Regions from separate parts of the Macaca mulatta genome. Here region 1 is linked to region 2. A link is a contact called in public Hi-C data. All regions are on one chromosome and are shown on one strand. Each heading gives the region's core, a stretch centred on a gene start, on an enhancer-like site or on the middle of the called end of the contact. The rest is flanking DNA. Distances are from core to core; before and after follow the strand shown. Region 1 holds the start of CNOT9 (CCR4-NOT transcription complex subunit 9). Region 2 holds the start of CTDSP1 (CTD small phosphatase 1).

Region 1 (2,700 bases), core at 122-2,621, 180 kb before region 2:
AATGGTCTTCGGGCAGGTGTGCTCAAATCAAATGATCTCCTTTCACCATCATGGCTATGTTCTTTCAGTGGTCACCTTCCCTTCAATATTCTTTCATGCAGCAAAGTATCTCAGTCTTTATCTTGTACTAGGAACTGTCCTGGCACCGGGGAAACCATGTCAACAGGGCCCACATGATCCCTGTCCCTGCCTTCAAGGAGACAGACAACAAATAAGCGAATACAATAATTACACAGGGAACAAGGCTGTAAAGGGTACTCTACTAAAGTTAGAAGCTGCGGAACTAATTTGAAAAGGATAGTCAGGGAAGGCCACTCAGACAGATTTAGGCAGAGACCTGAAGAAAGACGGATTTGGATAAACAGTTTAAGGAGAAGAAGGAGAGTTCAAGGAAGAGGTACCAATTACACTCATGCTGTGTGTGTAAAGGAGGAGGGATAAGAAGAACATTCACTCTAGGCGTAGAGACCACAAAGTGCATGTTGGAGAAGAAAAGCGCGTTGCATTGGGTTAGGTGGCCAGTGTAGCTGAAGCTTGAGGAGGAGACATAAAACGAGATTATAAACGTGGGTTAAGGACCACATCATACAGGGCCTTTGTAGGCTATGGCAAGGAGTCTAGATTTTATTTAAATGCCAAGAGAAGTAGGATTACTTCAGACAGCTGAATTACACTTTCTTTTCCGTTAAAAAATCACGCGGGTAAAACGAGATGTGTCGAGGAAAGTTTTAAACGCAGAGAACCTAAGTCAGATGCAAAAATTACGCACTTCTTCGGGCCTCAGGTTTTCCATAAGTAAAGCAAGTGGTTTGAACTAGAAGCCATTTCCTTCCCGCTGCGACGCGGTGAGTTCTGAGAGCGCGAGCCGCGTCAGATTGACCATGGAATTCCCCTCATCGACGCCGGCGCCCAGAACACAACTGGCGCCCTGAAACTGTTGGTCAGCTCAAAAAATCAATGAATGGCCTGCTACGGGCGCGGGACCAGGCCCTGGCGCCCGCAAAGAACGCGATGGGTCGCGCTGGAGGCCGCGAGATGCGTCCGGCGAGGAAATACAGGCCGGCTCCACCACAACCAAAGCGTGCCGAGGAGGGGAATCGGGGCCTCGTAGGTTGAGTACAGAAAAAATCAGACTAGGGACCCGACACCGGGAACTAGGAGAGAAGGCCGAAACGTGGGTCTGAGGAAGGATTCTGGTTCCAGGCCTGGGGACCCAGCCACTCACCGCAGCCGTCGCCAGGCTGTGCATGTTGTGAGCGGCCGCCGCTCTCCTTCCACAGCCGGACGCGTCTGACCCGCGTCCCCGCTTCAGCACCCCTGCCGCGGAAAATAATGAGCCGCCGTAGCCGCCATCCGCCTCCGGCTCGCTCCGCCCCCTTCGCGGCCCTCTGACCTCTCACCCCTGACCCCACCCACACATCCTCTTCCCGCCTCCAGGCCCTCGGCCTAGTTAACAGTCCCAGAGTATGGCCTTTGCCCCTTAAGATTTAGGATCGGAAGGACGTCCACGACCACTAGTCCCCGCAACTCCTGGCTTTCAGCAGATTTTTCCAGAGAGCGGCATGAACTCTGACCCTCCTCCAAAGGCCAGTGAACGGCGGGAAAGGATGGACAGTCCCGGGAAGACAACTATTGCGCATGCCCGACTGGGCTGTGTAGGAGGGAAATGGTTGGGGGGGGTTCGAAATCGGGTGAAGCGGAAAGTGCGCGTGCGTACTACAGTCACGGCTGGGGCGGGGCTGCCCGGGCTAGGCCGCTCTAGGTGCTGGGGGGCGGGGCGAGGGCGTGTGAGGGGCGGAGTTTTTGGCTGGCGCGCACGCGCCTGTCTGGTCGCGTAGAATGTGCGTGCGTGCGTGCGTGTTTGCGTGTGGTCACAGTTCCCGCCATCAGCCGCTCTCCCTGACTAGGGGTAGCTAGCGGCCTCCCTCCTTTGGGTTTGGTATCCCTACTTCCATTACCCCCGGCTCCTCCTTCTCCGCGCGGGCTCCGTGCTTTCCGCGGGTCTGTCTGGGGGCTCCGGACCTTCGGCGCAGGTAAGGCGGGCCGGGGTAGCTTCTCAATTGAGCCGTTTTCCCTAGCACCCCCTCCCTCTGTGCGATCCGCCCACTCGGCGTTCACTCTTCTGGAGTTCGCCCTGCTGCTACTGAGCCCGCCCACAACCCCTCGACGCACCCCCAGCCTCACAGGTACTACCTTTGGGTGCATTGCCCCGGCTTTCCCCTCTCGTTTGACTTGGTCTCCACTGCCACTCTCTCCCTCCGAAACTCAAACCTGCCCCCTTTTCTCTGGGGCTGTTGTCCGCCACTTACCTTCTAACAGGGCCTGCTGTCTCTTCAGGTGACTTTCGTTACGGCACATCCATCAGGTCTTGGACATGATACTCATTCACTCTCTTGACCATTTTCACCTTCCTCTTGACCAGTCCTCACTGCAAAACATAAATTGTATTTTTGTTGTGCATTTCCTTGCTCCCATTTCTGGCCGCCAGATCAGGTAGTTAGATGTAACTATTTTAAGTCATGATCCATGAAAGGAAATGATGATTGATGACAAAGTCTTGTGTCCTGGAGAGTTGTCCTAAAGTGGTTTTGGGGTAGTCCTCTCAAAATTTCAGCTCTGTATAAATTCCTTTATTGAGGTGGCAATTCCTGACAAGTGTCTAACTGGAAGAGATATCTGAGAGGTAATGTCAAGCAGGCA
Region 2 (2,745 bases), core at 47-2,546:
CTGTTTGCCCCACCCTGCCCAAACCTCCGACCTGGAGCCCAGGAGCGGCGGCCTGATTAACAGACACCCCTCCCACCCCATCCCCCTTCGGCCCCCTACAACTAGCCTTTCCACCTTGCCCTCAGCTCCAGGGCAGCCAGGCCCAGGCGACGGTGGGCAGACCTGGGGGCAGCGTCCACGTCCTGAGATCCACACGGGGAAAAGGACGGGCAGACCCCCACCCCGGCCCAGCCACGCGCGAGGAGGTGGGGGCGCGTAGCAGCTAGGCTTCGCGGGGTGGTGCGTGCCCACTAGGCGCACGACTCTCCCCGCGGGCGCCAGGCAACTCTTGGAAGTGCTGACCGTCCTCTCTGTGTCTCCGAGGGGCTCGGCGCCTCCACGCGTGACGCGAAGTTTGTGGGAACGTGGCTGTGTGTTGGCGGGAGATCCCTCCAAGCCTCCCTAGCCCGCTGTCACCTCGGCGCCCCCTCCCAAGACCAAGACCCTACGGAACCGCAGCCAAGGGAGGGGGTGGGGCGGAGTCTCAGCGGGTGGCCCTTAGGCACCCTCCTTAGCTCCCCCATCTCCCAGCCCCATTGGCGCCAATGGGGGGGGGCGCCCATGCACCACGCAATGCCAGCCAGGAAGCCCCCGAAGGAGTTCCTTCTCTACTTCTGCCTCAGTTTCCTCACCTCGAGCGGACGGGAGCGCCCCAAAGGCGCCAGGCCCCGCCCCGCGTCTCTGAGTCTCCTTTGAGTTCAAACTCTCTCCCCGCTCCCTCTCGGGCTGGGAGCTTCGGGCACGGCTGAGGTGGCCGCCCGGGGCGGCGGCGGCGGCTCCTCTGGGGAAGATCCCGGCCACTCCTCTCCTCCCACGGCGCCCCGACTTCGGCCCCCTCCCCGCAGCCCCGGTACCTTTGCCCCGCAGCGGGCCCCGAGCCTCCTCCTTGCTGATCTGAGTAATGACGGCCGAGCTGTCCATGGGGCCGGGCGCGCTCCGCTCCGGCCAGACTCTGGCCCGGGCGCCCGGCCTCCCCCCCGGCTGGGGCCGGAATCGGGGCGCGGGGGGGAGGGGAGGGGTGGGAGGGAGGGATCCCCGCGAGCTTCGGAGGGGAGGGGAGCCAGGTTCTAGGGGGGAGGGGGAGGGAGGGGGCGCGGAGGAAACTTTGTTACAACATGGAGTTTCCTCCCCGCGAGGCGGATGCAAACATGGAACCCAGGCGCCGTTTCAAGGCTCCCCCTTAAAAGGGCAACGGCTTCGGCGTGACCTGGACTCGGCTGCGGCTTTCGCCACTTCTGGGACCGACGCGGCTAGGCGGACTGGGAGGCGGGCAGGGCCGGGTTCCTGCCGCGCTCCAGGGGGCGTCGCCTCCCTTCCTGCCGCCCGCCGGCGGGGCTGAGCCTCTGCGGCTGCGTGGCAGGCTCGGCACCCGGCTCACCGTTCCAGGCCGCCGAGCGCCCTGGGCCAAGGCCCGCCCGCGCGGAGCGCCCACGCCCGGGAGTGCACGAGTGCGGCGCGGCTCCACCTCTGCGTTTTCTGAGGACTCGGGACTGGAGGCTTCTTGGTTACCTCGTTGACGACTTGGGGATAGCGCTACCTCATCTGTAAAATGGGTCTTCTCTCCTGTCTGGTGGTCGCAAAGGTCACTTCGCAAGGGCGTCATGAGCCAGCGAAAGCGCTGCTGGCTTGAAACAGCTGTGCAAACCTCAGAATCACGGTCTTGACTAGGACGGTCACCGCCCCCCGCAGCCCCTGGGCAAGGTGCCCCTGGTCTGTAGGGCGTGAAATTTCAATTCCCTGACCTGGGAAGTCCCCTGCCGACCTCTCCCCACGGCCCCACGCGGGGCCCCGCACGTCCACCCGCCGCGCACAGGCCACCACGCATTCCCGCCTGAAGAAGTTTTCGTATGCGCTGTTCTCTCCGCGTAGCCAAATTCCACCGACCTCGAGGAAATGCCACCTTCTCCAGGGGCCTTCCCAGGTCCCCTCCCCTGCCCGCGTTCGCCGGCCGCCCTTTGATTACTGGGGGTGCGGTGGGGGTCACTGGACTCGCTGCCGATCCCAGGAGCCCAGCACGGCGCCGCACGCGGTGGGCCCAAAGCCCGACCGTGGGGACCTCAAACCAGAGGCCCTCAAGGCTCGTTCCACCCGGCCTGTGGCGCAGTGCTAGGCACTTGGGAACGAAGGTCCCTGCCTTCCCGCGGGAAGCCCCTCCGTGGTGCGCGCCGTGGGTCTGCGGGTTGGTCTTTTCACTCGTCATTACTATTCTGTAAGTTCACCATTTAAAAACTAATAACGCCAAGCCCGACAAACACGCCTCGGCACTTCCTCCCCTCCCCGCTCTCCCGCGGGCCTCCGTGGCGGGGCGGGGCGGGCGCGTCCTGTCCCGTTCGGCCTCCGGGTGCGACGCGGCGCACGTCCGCCAGGCCCTGCCGAGGGGGAGCCGGGGAGGGGAGGCCCCGCGCGGGGGCCGGGAGGGGAAGGGAGGGGAGCGGCGCCTGCCATTAGGCGCGGCGGCTTCGTGCCCTGAGGCTGGGAGCAGGGGCGGGAGGGGACTGTCGGGGACTGATACCCCGGCCCCCGGGCTGGTTCCCTCGGCCCTCCTCCTGCTTCTGGGTAGCCCACGGGGCGGCCACCATTGCGCTTCACCGTGATCGCCACGCGCTGCTGGCGCTCTCCCAGGCCTGCTCTGGCTGCGCCCCCTAACCTCATTTACCCCTTAGAACGGCCTCCTTATCCCATTTCACAGATGAGGAAACTGAGCTT

The links. Hi-C and Micro-C count contacts between places; a contact is called where the count stands out from the background.
Region 1: a Hi-C map of fetal cortex germinal zone shows a contact between it and region 2, with 2.9 times the contacts expected there. The contact joins the promoter of CNOT9 here to the promoter of CTDSP1 in region 2. A contact is called at or near these places in 3 of 14 Hi-C or Micro-C datasets (CD4 T cells, cortical neurons and fetal cortex germinal zone).

What each region holds. Positions count from the first base shown.
Region 1 is chr12:123,805,576-123,808,275 of T2T-MMU8v2.0, reverse strand. It overlaps CNOT9 (CCR4-NOT transcription complex subunit 9), which reads right to left and starts at 1,371. Exons shown (of 9, transcript XM_077957569.1): 1 at 1,226-1,371. It overlaps USP37 (ubiquitin specific peptidase 37), which reads left to right and starts at 1,874. Exons shown (of 25, transcript XM_077957565.1): 1 at 1,874-2,033.
Region 2 is chr12:123,626,339-123,629,083 of T2T-MMU8v2.0, reverse strand. CTDSP1 (CTD small phosphatase 1) reads right to left here and starts at 1,296. Exons shown (of 7, transcript NM_001193873.1): 1 at 894-1,296. The coding sequence starts at 960. It overlaps LOC144333483 (a long non-coding RNA gene), which reads left to right. Exons shown (of 3, transcript XR_013402168.1): 3 at 2,729-2,745.